Regions from separate parts of the Mus musculus genome. Here regions 2, 3, 4 and 5 are each linked to region 1. The links are chromatin contacts, called in public HiCAR-type, HiChIP or PLAC-seq and promoter capture Hi-C maps. All regions are on one chromosome and are shown on one strand. Each heading gives the region's core, a stretch centred on a gene start, on an enhancer-like site or on the middle of the called end of the contact. The rest is flanking DNA. Distances are from core to core; before and after follow the strand shown.

Evidence for each region. Promoter capture Hi-C pulls out the DNA fragments that hold promoters and counts their contacts. HiCAR-type assays count read pairs that join an accessible place to other places. HiChIP or PLAC-seq counts read pairs in DNA pulled down with a chosen protein or histone mark.
Region 2: a contact with region 1 is called in a promoter capture Hi-C map of liver, with 4 times the contacts expected there. The contact joins the promoter of Ggct here to the promoter of Kbtbd2 in region 1. A contact is called at or near these places in 3 of 39 promoter capture datasets (liver, neutrophils and pre-B cells) and 1 of 115 datasets of contacts at active chromatin or transcription factors (pancreatic cancer cells).
Region 3: a promoter capture Hi-C map of liver shows a contact between it and region 1, with 4 times the contacts expected there. The contact joins the promoter of Inmt here to the promoter of Kbtbd2 in region 1. A contact is called at or near these places in 2 of 39 promoter capture datasets (both in liver).
Region 4: a FOXA1 HiChIP or PLAC-seq map of pancreatic cancer cells shows a contact between it and region 1. The contact joins the promoter of Aqp1 here to the promoter of Kbtbd2 in region 1. A contact is called at or near these places in 1 of 39 promoter capture datasets (liver) and 1 of 115 datasets of contacts at active chromatin or transcription factors (pancreatic cancer cells).
Region 5: a HiCAR-type map of astrocytes shows a contact between it and region 1, with 4 times the contacts expected there. The contact joins the promoter of Adcyap1r1 here to the promoter of Kbtbd2 in region 1. A contact is called at or near these places in 3 of 39 promoter capture datasets (cranial neural crest, hippocampal neurons and stem cell-derived epiblast-like cells) and 1 of 115 datasets of contacts at active chromatin or transcription factors (astrocytes).

What each region holds. Positions count from the first base shown.
Region 1 is chr6:56,796,501-56,799,156 of GRCm38.p6, reverse strand. Kbtbd2 (kelch repeat and BTB (POZ) domain containing 2) reads left to right here and starts at 1,344. Exons shown (of 4, transcript NM_001362210.1): 1 at 1,344-1,698. It overlaps Gm10209 (oleosin-B6), which reads right to left. Exons shown (of 2, transcript XM_030255710.1): 2 at 731-1,910. The coding sequence ends at 1,113.
Region 2 is chr6:54,991,578-54,994,233 of GRCm38.p6, reverse strand. It overlaps Ggct (gamma-glutamyl cyclotransferase), which reads left to right and starts at 1,367. Exons shown (of 4, transcript NM_026637.3): 1 at 1,367-1,539. The coding sequence starts at 1,399. RefSeq lists a cis regulatory region at 1,133-1,142 and an enhancer at 1,123-1,152.
Region 3 is chr6:55,173,676-55,176,331 of GRCm38.p6, reverse strand. It overlaps Inmt (indolethylamine N-methyltransferase), which reads left to right and starts at 1,342. Exons shown (of 3, transcript NM_009349.3): 1 at 1,342-1,505. The coding sequence starts at 1,349.
Region 4 is chr6:55,334,972-55,337,627 of GRCm38.p6, reverse strand. It overlaps Aqp1 (aquaporin 1), which reads right to left and starts at 1,329. Exons shown (of 4, transcript NM_007472.2): 1 at 754-1,329. The coding sequence starts at 1,137.
Region 5 is chr6:55,450,615-55,453,270 of GRCm38.p6, reverse strand. Adcyap1r1 (adenylate cyclase activating polypeptide 1 receptor 1) reads right to left here and starts at 1,293. Exons shown (of 17, transcript NM_007407.4): 1 at 903-1,293.

The DNA.
Region 1 (2,656 bases), core at 95-2,594:
TTTTTTTTTCTTTTGTTTTGGTTTTTTTTTTTTTTTTTTTGGCAGGGACTCACTTACTGGCTGGCTTATAACAAGTAACTTGCTATTTAGACCAGGCTGTCCTTGAATTTATAGAAATCTGCCTACCTAACTCTGGCATACTGAGATTACAGGCCTATGCCACTATGCCCAGATTAAACTTTGTAAACTTTATCGTTATTGGGTCGTGACCTAGGAATTCCATATTCACGCAGTCAAGATGAAGAGCAGTCCCATTAACTACAAAGAAGTTCCTTGTGCTATGTGCTAGGTGTTCACAACGACGTCGGTCAACTAGATTTTCTTTGTATTATTTCAGGGAAGCAAAATTAGAGTGGATAGATACATTGTATACCAGCACGGTTAACTATATTTTCTTTGTATTATTACAAGACAGCAAAATGGAGTGGATAGATACATTGTATTTGAGAGCAGACAAGATTTTCTTTGTATCCTTACAGGGAAGCAAGATAGATGCATTGCATTGTAATGCTCTGTAATGCATTCTGAGGGCCTGTTAACCCCCTCTACCAAACCAGCACTTTTAAATAGTCTGGTGTCGTTCATGTGCTCCTGTTAAAATTTGAACTCACTATTTAGCGAAGGACAGCCGGGAATTCCTGATATCCTTTCTCTAGCCTCCTGCCATCTGGGATTAGAGGTGTCTGTCTCTTTGCCTAATGCTTTATATGTGGCCATTCTTATTTTCAAAACTGGACTTGTTCTAACAGTTGAAGTTAGGAAGTAGGCAATTCTGAACGTTTTTTGTTTCGTTTTCGTTACATGTATCTTTAGGCAAATCTATAACATTTTTGCTTGCCAACAAGTCTCGCAGACCACAGGCACTTGCTACTTCAAGGCTTTGCTTTGAAATCTGGGGCATGGAGGGTGTCTGCTGCATTGCAGTAAAAACTGGCTGGAGGCATCATTTGTGGAGACCGTCCTCTGCACCCATTCGCTTCCAAACTGCGGGTTATCTCGATGGTGCCAATACTTCCAAGGCCTTAGCAAGCGGAACTTCTGAAAGCGATGGAGGCTGGAACTAAGGAAAGCAGCCCATATAGCAAACGGTCCAATGTCCTCCTCCCCTAACTTCAGCTTCCCGGGGTGCAGTGCTGGCCCCCACTCTGGCCCAGCCTGCAAATGTCTGTATCTCGGGTGGACACCTCAAACACGAACAACTGCGGCTGCACAGAAGTCCAAGTGCCGCTGAATAGAACTTTGGGAACTGATTTTTCTAGGCCATCCCTGAGGATGGGTGGCCGGCGCGACCCCGCTCTGCTACGCGCACGCGCCTTAGCAGCCCGGGAAGCCCGGACCCAGACGCCAGCGTCACCTCGCGCCGCCTCCGCCCTTCCTGCTTTCCGTTTCCTTCCCGCGCCTGCGCGGCTCCGATTGTTTTGGCTTTCCGGTGGGGCAGAGGAAAAGGGCGCGGTGAGCCAGATGAAGGCGGGGTCCAGCCGCGGGCACCCGGGAGCCCGCAGAGCCGCTGCTGGAGCGGGCGCGGGCACTGGCGCGGGCGGCAGGCCGTGACGGCCCAGCCCAGGAGGCGCGAGGAAGCGGAAGCGGGGGCGGAAGCGAGCGGCCCGGATCCCCGCAGCGCCACGCCCCCGCCGTGCGTGCGGCCGCGTGAGTGCAGCCCGGCGGAGCGGCGCGGTGAGCTGGGCGACCGGGGACGAGGTGAGCCCGGCCGGGCGCGAGGCTGGCGGGCGGCCTTTGTGGCCCGGGGCGGCGGCGGCGGCTTTCAAACTGGGGCGCTTCCGCCGAGCGCGCGGTGTTTCCGGCGCGGCCTTGCGCGAGCTGCGGGGCTCGGGGCGGCGTCCTTTCTGAGGGAGAGCTGTTTTGCCCGGCTCGTGTCGCGGCCGCCGGAGAAGGGCGACCGCGTCCTTGCCCTTTTTTTTTTTTTTTTAAAAAAAAAAAAAGTATTATTATAATTCTTTTTCTTGGCACATCGGCAGTAACCAAGAGTTAGCCAGGTTAGCCGGGGTCCTGTTGTCCTCGGCCTGCTTGTGCTCTGCTGTGGGAAGGGGAAGCTGCACTTTGAAACCTGTTTGCTTTAGACGGAAATCATGGGTTGGAACTGGACGCTAAGTCGGCCGACTGGGCGCTGCTGTCGTGTGCTCTCCCCCACTTCCCGCCCCGCCAAGCGCCTGGCCTAGTAGCTCTTAAGATTCCTTTTTTTTATAGCTACCTAAAGGAAAAGGGATGCGTATTCTCCGGGCTGTAGATCTCTAGAATTTCTTTGGTGGCCTCTCTTTAAGTTAAGCAAGGAATTAAGATAGTAAACTTGAAAGACTTTGCTTTGTGAACAGCTATATCAGCTTTGTGAAAACGAGGGGGGAAAAAAAAGACAGTGCTGGTCACGTGTTGTTTATACATGAATCTGTAAGTCTGGCTCACTGAGCAGACACTGAGGAACGGCCCTATCAGCGGTGTGCTCTGACTGAAATTATATTTTCTTCCTGTGAGTTAATACAGTTTATTTTAGTTTCTTCATTTCTTTGGAGTTGTGAATTCTTCCCCAGATTTGAGTAATATAGACCAGATCTTTTGCAGGTGAGAATGACTTCGTCTAGTCAGACTGTGGATGAAGCTTTTATTTGTAATCTAAGATCCATTTGAAAAGCCAAGTCAGTTG
Region 2 (2,656 bases), core at 118-2,617, 1.8 Mb after region 1:
AAAGGTGCAGTCCACAATGCCCAGCTTCATGTTGCTTTCTGACTGTGTCAGGATAGTCTTCTTTTATTGGTGACCAGATTGACTGGCTATCAGGTGAGAGAGGTCAGGTTTCCCAAATAATCATGGTCTTCCTGTCCAATGACTAGCAGTGAGCCTTGGGGGATAACTGAGACTCTATAAACATCCCTGTGACCTGATGCTCCTGACGGGAAGTTTGGTTGCACCAGAGACAGATGTTCTAATCCCAGTACCCCCATTTCCTGCATTTAGCCAGTATACTTTTTTTTAAAAAAGCAAAGAATTGCTTCCTCATCAGCTATTTGGTTTTCAAAAATACAGTTGGTACTAGAAAGGCAGAACACTCATTTTCTTAAATACCCACTTTTTAAAAGTGATGAAGTGTTAGCCACTGATGGCATGGCAATATGGTTCTCTTCTCTGTTTTAATTTGGTTTACTTCCTGAAGGGAATGACATACATTTAGGGATCATTTTAGAGTTTCCAGTCGTTCTGCTCCTTAAGTTGTTCTCGCTTTGTCTAGTGAATGGTCTTTTAGGAATGACCTTGTTCATCTTGGGGTTCTCATTTTCTGGATTATTGTTCTTTCAAGAGGTAATTTTCACTCCCAGCTTTGACCTAAGATTCAGTCATTTCTCCAGGAATTCTGGCACCTGTCAGTGTGGAGTTGAATTTAGATTAATTTCTGAGGGCCAACGGCAGTCATTGCTCTAGACCTTCAGTTTGCTCTCCTATCTTCATTTCAAGAGCAACAACATGGGTGTTTTGTGTCGTTCTATTTTAAAAAGAGGAAATAGATTGCAACGATGAACAGAGTCAACTGGCTAGCAAATGGCATGTCCGGATCTGAACGTGGGAGAAAGACTACCCTGGTATGCAGTGAGGCAACTTCAGGTAGTGATCCTAAGAAAACTTGTAGGATCAGCCTTCCCATTCCAGGAAGGCTGAGGCAGGAGAACTGCCGCAAGATCCAGGCTAGGCCGACAGCAATTTGAGACTTGTCTCCTCTATACCAGGCGCAGAGCCTACCGCACCACTGGTTGACCTGGGCAATCGCCGCCAGGTGGGGAAAACACAGTCGCCAGTAGCCACTCTCGGGCTGTCCGTTAGACTCGCCAATCAGCGGCGCCTCAGGCAGGGGGCCGTACATCCGAGGGATGCATCCAATAGAAAAGCGACGTCAGTGGGCGGGAGGAGCTGTAGACAGGCCAATCCTGGTAGTTAGCTCACGCCGGCAAGCCGGCAGCCAATCCTCAGCGCGCTCTCTGTGCGGCTCCGCCCGCCGCTCTGCACTACCGCGTGGGTGGCGGCGCACTGCTCTTTTTAGCAGCGCTAGTCCGGCTTCTCTGTGCTTGACGCTGCTGGCGTGGATAAGTGGACATGGCGAGCTCCGACTGTGAGGGCCATGCGGGCCAGGAGGGGGAGACATTCCTGTACTTCGCCTACGGCAGCAATCTCCTGACCGAGAGGATCCACCTGCGAAACCCCTCGGCCGTGTTCTGCTGCGTGGCGCGCCTGCAGGTCAGTGCCGTTGTGCGGGCGACCTGGAGAGCGGGCTAGCTGCGACTCCTGCCGGGAACCTCTAGCCACCGTCGGAGTTCGCAACCCTCCACTGGCTGCCCTTTTCCACCGGTTATGAGCATCCCGTAAGATGCCTTTAATAGGTGCTTCTTAGTCGAGAACTAGCTGCTTTCTGTCCTGTGCGTACCTTATCTATCCCACAGTTCTGTGAAATTCTGCCTGTCCTTTCCTTCGGATCTTAGCGTCCTGGCCTTGAGACCTGGAACCGTGTCTTCAATACTGATAGCAATGTTCGTTCCCTCAGTAGAGTAGCCCAATAAGCTTTTAACTGTGATAAAATGTGTTCTTGACCATAGTTCATTTCCTCTTTAATACGTATTCTTCTGGCACTCAGTGCTGGGGTTACAAGGATGACTGAGCAGCCTAGCTATTTGGAGGACCTTTCTGGTGTACAATCTGATTGTGTGTAGGGCCCTTAATAATTTTAGCCAACTTTGATAACCTTGTCAATTCTTGATTTCAGGCAACAGAAACCAGCTGATTTCAGAAAGGAGAATGGGGAGGGGTGTTGGAAGGCTGTTAGAGAGCTCATGGATTCACCTGAAAGATTGAGTAAACAGGTGGACTACTGTGTGTGTGTGTGTGTGTGTGTGTGTGTGTGTGTGTGTGTGTGTGTGTGTGTGTGTGTATACACAACCAGCATTACAGGAGAGGGCCATCCCTGCTCTGGAAACTGGCCACACCTTTCCTCAACTAGTAAGCACAATATGGAACTGACTCCTGACTGCTGCTTTGCCACAGTTCTGCAATTCCTGAAGCCTAGAGTGGAGTCCCTAATGATCTTAAACACCAGCACTAATTGAGAGCCCCTGCGAGGTGCCCTGATTGGCTAAATCTCACCATGAATCCACGTCCTTACTTAGCAAGCAAGATGATCTGATAACTAGCTCCTAGCCTTTCAAGTTTCAGAAGTGGGAGTCACGCTCTGTACTCTATCTAAAACTCCAAAGAGTGTAGGATTGGAGTTCAAGTACGTGAAGTACAGGAAAGAAATACCACATAAATGATAAATTATAGCTGTGGTTAGCCTTAAAAGAGGACTTGCAAGGTGCAACAG
Region 3 (2,656 bases), core at 93-2,592, 1.6 Mb after region 1:
CCCACCTCTACTCCTGCTTGAGCTCCTGCCCTGCCCTTCCTCAGTGACAAACTGTGGTCAGGAGGTGCAAGTCAAATAAACCCTTTCCTTCCCAGGTTGCTTTGGGTCATGGTTGTTTACCAAAGCAAAAGACGGCAAACTGGGGCATCATTTTTCAAAGCAACCAGACCAGACCACAGCAGATCTAAGTGAGCTGATGATTCTGGGGGCAGAGGACAAGATGCACATGTGCACACACGTGGATGTGGATGGGTGGCGCTCTGTGCAGTGTTGTGACACGTTTTCAATTGTTTGTCCAAATACAGGGCTTGGCAACACACAGGCCTAGTGATTTGGGGAGGTGCTGTCAAAGTTTACTCCCGAGCATAAGAAAAAGAAAAGGAAGAAAGAAAGAAAGAAAGAAAGAAAGAAAGAAAGGAAGGAAGGAAGGAAGGAAGGAAGGAAGAAAGAAAGAAAGAAAGAAAGAAAGAAAGAAAGAAAGAAAGAAAGAAAGAAAGAAAGAAAGAAAGAAAGAAAGAAAACATTAAGCCAAATGAGAAAACAAGACTTAAACCTTAAACCGCTGGGGAATCATTAACTCAGTTAAAGATAAGCTGTTTACAAAGGCAAGTTCACTGAGTGTAGAATAGCAGAGAGATTTGAAGATCTCTGGTCCTCCTACTTCCCCAGCCTGGGGAGCACTTCTGTTCTGGTTCTTGTTTTATTTGCCTTATCAAAGATGAAGCCCAGGGGCCGTGAATGTGTTGGCTGGGAGCCTGGCCCTGTGTCTCCACCCTCTACTCTTAACCCCATGAGTGAAGCATCCCTAATGAGACCCTCATCTCTTTGGTCTCTGCCTCTTTCTCTTTGTCTGTCTGTGTACCTCTGTCCCTATGTAATTCTCTCTCTGTCTCTCTCTCTCTCTCTCTGTCTCTCTCTCTCTGTCTCTCTCTCTCTCTCTGTCTCTCTCTGTGTCTCCATATATATATCTGTCTCTGTCTGTCTCTGTCTGTCTGTCTCTCTCTCTCTCTGTCTCTCTCTCCTGATCCCAGTTGTCCACATGCCACCCTAGAGGGCCAGGGATGAGAGCTTCAGGGCCCAGTGACCCAGGACAGGACTGGAGGCCCTCTAGCATTCTCTTGCTTCATCACAAAAATCAAATCCAGCCAGGAATCTAGCATTCTCTTGCTTCATCACAAAAATCAAATCCAGCCAGGAATCTGACACCTGCACTCTGAAACCATCTCCAGGGACCCTAGCTCCTCCCTGAGAAGGGAGGTCTTATAAAAAGATTATAAAAGGCATGGTGGGAAGGAGTGAGCATTCAGTAGGGGCAAAGGAGTCTGGACAGCTGTGTGGGCTGGCTAGAATGGAGGGCAAGGTATACATAGGAGGTGAGGACTATGAAAAAGAGTTCACTCCCAAAGACTACCTGACCACCTACTACAGCTTCCACTCTGGCCCTGTGGCAGAGCAGGAAATCGTAAAGTTTAGCCTGCAGAACCTCTACCAGACCTTCTCTACAGGTGAGTGGCTGAGGTCTCCCTGGGGAGGGGCTGGAACCATGCCAACAGGGAGAGCTTATTCTGTATATACAGATGCTACAGAGGTGACTGGTCTGAAGGCCCACAGGGCCCATAGATGGCAATGTGTGCAGATCCAGAAGAGCCATGCCTCAGGAGTGAAGAACTTGCCTTGCACCCATGATCAGCCTCAGTAGCTACACTCGTAAGCTTTGAGGGGTATACCCAGATTTGTGGAGCTCCTAGGCCCATGCTGAGAGAAGTGACATAGGACTGGGCACCAAGGCTACTTTTCCCTCTCCTCTTGCCAGAGGCCTTCCAGAAAGCTCTGCAGCCTTTTTGGAACCTTGAGTCTCTCTGAAAAAAATCCCTGATGAAAATTCTTCCCTGTAAACATGCATACAAGTTTCCATGATTTGCCCCCAATGTCTAAGGGCAGACTAAGGCTAGGGAGGGACAGGGGTGGCCAGTCAAAGTCAGAGAGCTAATAGTAACAGCAGCAAGAATGAATCATAAGACTTCAAGTGACCCAGCACTAATGGGGAGAGTGTGTTCTGTGTGACCCTGGAGGTCACTCAGTGTACTCCCCCACAAAAGCCTTCTTAGCCAGACATTCGGTGCCAAGGAACGGGTAGCAAGGAACAACCTCAGAATACAGAGGGAAGAAAGCCTGGTGCTGCTGGAGAAAGCTGGGGTATAGAACAGACTTCAGTCCTTGGCAGAGGCATGGTAGGTATAAAAGGAGACTGCAGAAGGGAGAGGGCAGGCTGAGAGGGCATACCCGGGGTGGGGGGTGGAGGTACACTGAGCAACTGACCTCCAGGGTCACACAGAGCACATTCTCCCCATTAGTGCTGGGTCACTTGAAGTCTTAGGCTTTATTCTTGCTCGTGTTACTATTAGCTCTCTGCCACACTTTCTTCTGTGTGGCTGCCTTTCCTAGAAAATCAGAAGGGCTCTTAAGAACTAGCTGGTGTCCTTCTCAGCCTTTATCCCAGACCCTGCCACTCTACCAATTCCCCCAATTTTCTAAATCCAATGTTCTTTGAAGTTAGCCTATGCCAACTGATTAGAGAGAGAGAGAGAGACAGTAATCCTGAATTTATCTGGAAGACCAGACATACCTCCCAGGCCTCCACTAGTATCCTGGGTCA
Region 4 (2,656 bases), core at 80-2,579, 1.5 Mb after region 1:
ACACAGCATCAACGTGAAAATAGCTTACACAAGTTCAGGACCCAAGCAGACACTCACACACCTTCGCTTCCACCTCCGCACACAACAAGCCAGCATGCCCCACGGTTCAGTGGCCAGGGACTGCTGAGCTGAGCCCTTCTCCTGAACTGGTATCTAGAAAACTCTCCCAAAGCTCCAGAGAGAGTATTGTTCTCTCAACTTTGTCTAATTATTGGGGGTAGAGGGAGGAAAGGGGGCTGTCTCCTGACTTTCTGAGGAAGTTGATTTGGGGACCTGGCTAAGGATTAGAAGCCGATTAGAAGCCCAGGCAACTTATCAAGAGAGTCACACTCAGACACTTGCAGAAGTGGCTTTAAACACACTGGGTAGCTGGAGAAAATGTACTCGGGACAGTAGGTAGAGGTTGCCTAGTGCACGGGACTGCAAAGGGGGAAGGTGACTGCTCAGGTAGCTCAGAAGAGGGGAGGAACTGCTGGCATGCACCTAGCTGCCCCTCCAGCTCATTCCTGGCAGTAGCTACTCTGCAGGGGACTTTGGCACAACCATATTGTCTAGCTCCTCCATTCTCACAGCACCAACCAGCAAAGAGACCATGCAGTACAACTGAGTTCTAGCCCCAGTTCTCAGCATGACTCCAGAAACCTTCATCCTTCTCTCTGTTCTTCAGTATCCCCCTTGTACAGTAGGCAAATGGAGCCAGCTCCCTCTCTGTCTTCTCCTACAGACACCCTAAGCCTAAGATACCCCACTCACGTCATTGCGGCCAAGTGAATTGTCGACTAGGGAGGAGGTGATGCCCGAGAGAATGGCCGTGGCGACGATGGCTCCCACACACTGGGCGATGATGTACATGACAGCCCGGAGGATGCTGATCTGACAGCTGAGCAGGAGCCCCAGTGTGACCGCAGGGTTGAGGTGAGCACCGCTGATGTGACCCACACTTTGGGCCAGAGTAGCGATGCTCAAACCAAAGGCCAGCGACACCTTCACGTTGTCCTGGACCAGCGTCTGGTTTCTCTCCAGTGGGTAATTGAAGCCTAGGGCAGAACCAATGCTGATGAAGACGAAGAGGGTCATGGCCAGGAACTCAGCCACCACAGCCCTCCAGAAGAGCTTCTTCTTGATTTCACTGGCCATGCTGGCAGGGACCTCGACTTAACCGCTGGATGCCTGGTGCTCAACTCCCTCCAAGAGCTGAGCCACAGCCTGGGCTGGGCCTATTTATAGGGCTGGGTGGGGGGAGCACAAAGGGAGGAAGGCCTCTCCTTGCTCCTGGCCCGCCCCACACCACACGAGCCTCCTCGCTGCGATGGATGCAGACAGGGCTCTGCTGTCTGCCTGCCAACTTTTTCCTTCCTCCTCTCCCCCTCCTGCCCTCCCTTGCTCCCTCCACCCGCCTCAGCCCTCGGCCCTGCCCAGCGTAAGGAGGCAGGAGGCAACCGTTGCTCTAATAGGCTTTGGGAAATTCTTCCAAGCTGGCTCTTCTCAGGGGGCCAGAGAAATCCAGGTGTCCCCGCCCAGCCTGCAAAGCTCAAGGGTGCCTGAGGGCAGAGGCTGGCACTCTAGAAGGGGTGGGGAATAGGGGTTGTCTGGACTCCCCAGACGGACATTGCCCTCCCTGGAGGTGGCACCAGAAATTGCCTGCCTGTCCCATCCCACTCTGAGCAGAGTTAGTAATCTGAAGTTCTCAGGCTGAGAAATCTGTGGGCCAGTCTGGCCTCCAATGTCCTGGCCTGGGCCAAGCAGCTGCATGTCACTTTGGGGATGTGTCCTCGCCCCCCGGGCCTCATTGATGGGAGTAGAGAAGCTTTCTGGGAGCCACCTATCATTCTTTAGACAATGGCAGACCTTAGCCAAGCAAGGTTGCTGGAAAACTCCCCCAATTCCTCAAACTTAAAACAATTTGAGGCCATGATTTGAGAGGGGGTGGGGAAGATAATGTTGCTTAGGCTTTTTTTTTTTCTCTAATAGATAAAGTAGCTAGCAGGTCACTGAAGAGATGGAAGGAATGACAGCTGGACCTGAAAAGGAGCGAATGGGAGACATGGGCTGGGGCTAAGAGACAGATGCAGTGATGGGATGATAGGCAGAGCAACAGGAAGCATTATCCGAGTGATGGTGGAAAGTGGAAGAGGTTTCCAGCCTTGCAGGAGACAGCGGCCAGGCTATGGATGTGCTCACGCATACAATATTCAACTGGGCACTGGATTCAGTCACTAGCATCACAGGAAAAAACAGCACGTCAGAAACAGGAAGAGACAAACGGAGCAGAGGAGACATAGGCCGGACAAGAATCTAGATAGAGAAAGAGGAGAGAGGAAGGTAAGGGAGACCAGAGGCACTTTCCAACACCAGGAGGGGTGGAGAGGAGGTGGGGGCAGACAAAGCACCCACCATGTTTCCTGTGTACCCCCAAAATCCCGAGTAAAGGACCAGAGAACTGGTCGGTCACTTGCCTACTGTTTGAGTGTGCTGGAAGGTATACCAGGCCCATAGGGAGGCTCTCTCTGTGGCCACAAGGTAGGACCTGTTATGATTGGTCCCTCTCTTTCCATCTTAGTCCTTATCAGAATCATTGGCTTCTTACCCATCAGAGGTGGAAAAACAACACTCACTGAGAAAGAAGAAATGTCTTTGAGTCTGACATCTGTCAAGA
Region 5 (2,656 bases), core at 44-2,543, 1.3 Mb after region 1:
GGTTCCTAGAACTGAAGCTCCACTCCCTAGCAGCGAGGGAAATGCCATCGCCATCCCCTTCCTGCGTGTTTGCTCCTGAAGATCTAGTTCCACGAACTGGTGCCTGGTCCCTTGCTCTTGCTGACAATATGATCCTGCTCCCAGTAGTCAGCTAGCTACTGCAGAGCCTGGGCCTTTAAAACAAACATCAGGGGTCTCGGAGGGGCCCACTACAGCAACCCCACTCCCACAGCGATTTTCCCCCACAGGCCCTGCAGGGCGTTTCCTTGTTAGACCACCAACCCCCAAGCGTCTCTTGGTCAACCTCTCCCCGAGCCCCGGGGAAAGACTATCCTTAGGATAGTCCTATAGCCGTAGGGCTATCCTTTTAAAAACAATGCTAAAGCTTATCTCTATTGGGGGCACAAACTAAATTGATCCCTATCTTATCTCCGCAGCTCATCCCTCAAACGCCCTGCAGACTGTAGAACCGAGTTCCCAAGAGACCCTCCAGCATTTCTTTCCAAATCCACGTAGGCGCTTTGGTCCGACCTGGAGACAGGGAGATCGAGCTCTGGGGGATCTCTGGCCGTAGTGTCATTCGTGCCCCTGAATGCCTCTTTCTGGCACCAGAAAAGGCTGAGACAGCTAGGCCGATACTCACTGAATGGTCTACAATAATGTGCTCCAAGCCACGGTCCGACACTTGGATGGAGCAGAGAGAAGCGTAGGCAGCCCGCGGCGGCGGGAGAGGATGGGCTCCGACTCTGTGCCCCGCGTTGGCCCTCGCTGGCTTTGGGTTTGGCAGAGCACGCGGCTCCTGGAGACCTCTGGGCTGAAGGAGGGGTCCAAGGGCCCCGCTGGAAAAGGGTCTGGCGCTGGGCGAGTGCGGAGCAGAAGGACAGGCCAGGAGTGGTCCTTACCTGATGGCCTCGGGGCTGGTCGGGACTGCTGGGCGCAGGGGCTGAAGGTGCAGGAGGACGCGCAACCCGCGAATCCGCGCCCAGAGCCGCACTGGCTGGAGCGTGTGCGCCGCGGAGCGCGCGCCGAGCCTGGTCTCTCGGTGCGTGTGGCCGCGAGCAGCCAAGTCTGTGTGTCCCTGCGCCGCGGTGTGTGCGTACTGCACAAGGGACCGCGCTGCTCCAAAGTCGCAGCCAGTCGCAGTCGGGAATCGGAGCGAGGCGTCCCTCGTCTCCTTTAGCCCACCCTGTGCCACTCGACCGGCTCTGTCCTGCGGGAGAGGCGCCGCCTCTGCTGCGCAGCCAGGCCCGGGGCCGAGGGAGGCGATAGACCACCGCCTCCCCGGCAGACCTCGCAGGCGGGGGGTGGGGTGCAGGCCAATGAGAGCCCGGGGGGCGGGGTTAGGCCGGGGGCAGAGATGGGGAGCTGGATGAGGACCACCGCGCTGACACAAGCCAGAGCTGCAGCAGGGACCCAGGGCGCGGAGGCGGAGGTAACAGCCCCCCTTTCCCAGTTCTGTCGCAGAGCTTCCGGGCTGAGTTGTGCCTTCCTCAGGGCTCACCACCTTTCTGTCCAACAGCAAAACATCCACTAGAGAAAGCCCTCTCCCTCTCTTCTCTGTGTTCCAAGCCTCCTCTGGCAACCTGCCACCTGAGCAAGTCCCTGGCCCTCTTTGGGCCCTCCTCTGCTCACAGTCAGGGGTCTAGAAGGGATGAATTGCAGGTGCCTATCTAGATGTCCTCGAATGTGACACCCCAGAGAACACCTCTATAGCCAGAAAAGGAGTAGAGGTGCTTACGGGAAGTCTGTTAAAAATAAATGAGACTGCCCTGCCAGCTCTGGGAGTTTGGGTGTGCGGCCTGATGTTTCTGAGCCTCCACTTCTTCACCTGCACCACATCGTTTCTATTTCTGGGCTCATGAGAAGAACAACATTGTGTAGGAACAGTCTGTGTGCCAGTAGCAAACTTGTACTAGGCTCATATATTCACTGATGCTAAACAAATTACTATTGTTGTTGGTGATATGGTGTACTCACCCTTCTTCTGGTACAATTTGATAAGCAGGAGCTTAATGAGCAGAACTCAGTCAAATAAGGTCACAGTGCCAATATCCTGCCACCTCCAGTTTGGCATAACTGTGTCCAGTCACAGCATCCTGAGTTCTTTGTATCCCCATCACTTAGTCTCAACTGGCTTCTGTCATTGCCTGTTCAGGCAAGTTCTGAGCCACCCTTGATGTGTGTCCTTCTGAAGAACCTTCAAGGAAGAAGAGGGAAGGAGAAAGAACTTGAGCCTTTTGTTAGCAAGGTCAGTCTAGCTGAAAACAAAAGGACAAGGAGATGGAGAAGACCCATGAATGGGAGCCACACAGAACCCTAACTGGTAAGACCTACATGATCATTTTACATCCGACTTCACAATGAAAACAGAAAGGCTAAGAATAGGAAGCAACCTGATGCTCCAGAAAGATGTATGGAGTGTCCTATATACAGACAGCAAGTTTATGATTCCCCACTTAGTCCAGGAAGCACTGGTCACCTCGTAGACAGCTGGCACTCGCTTGTGTTCTTTCAGGCCATGTTCCAAAGGAAGAGCAGTGGAGAATATGTCTTCTCTCTTAAGAGTGGTCAGGACCCCCTCTAGGGAGAGTACAGCTAGACGCTGGGCAGAAGTCAGCAGTCAATCAGGAGCAGCTCTAGAACGCACTGCATCTCT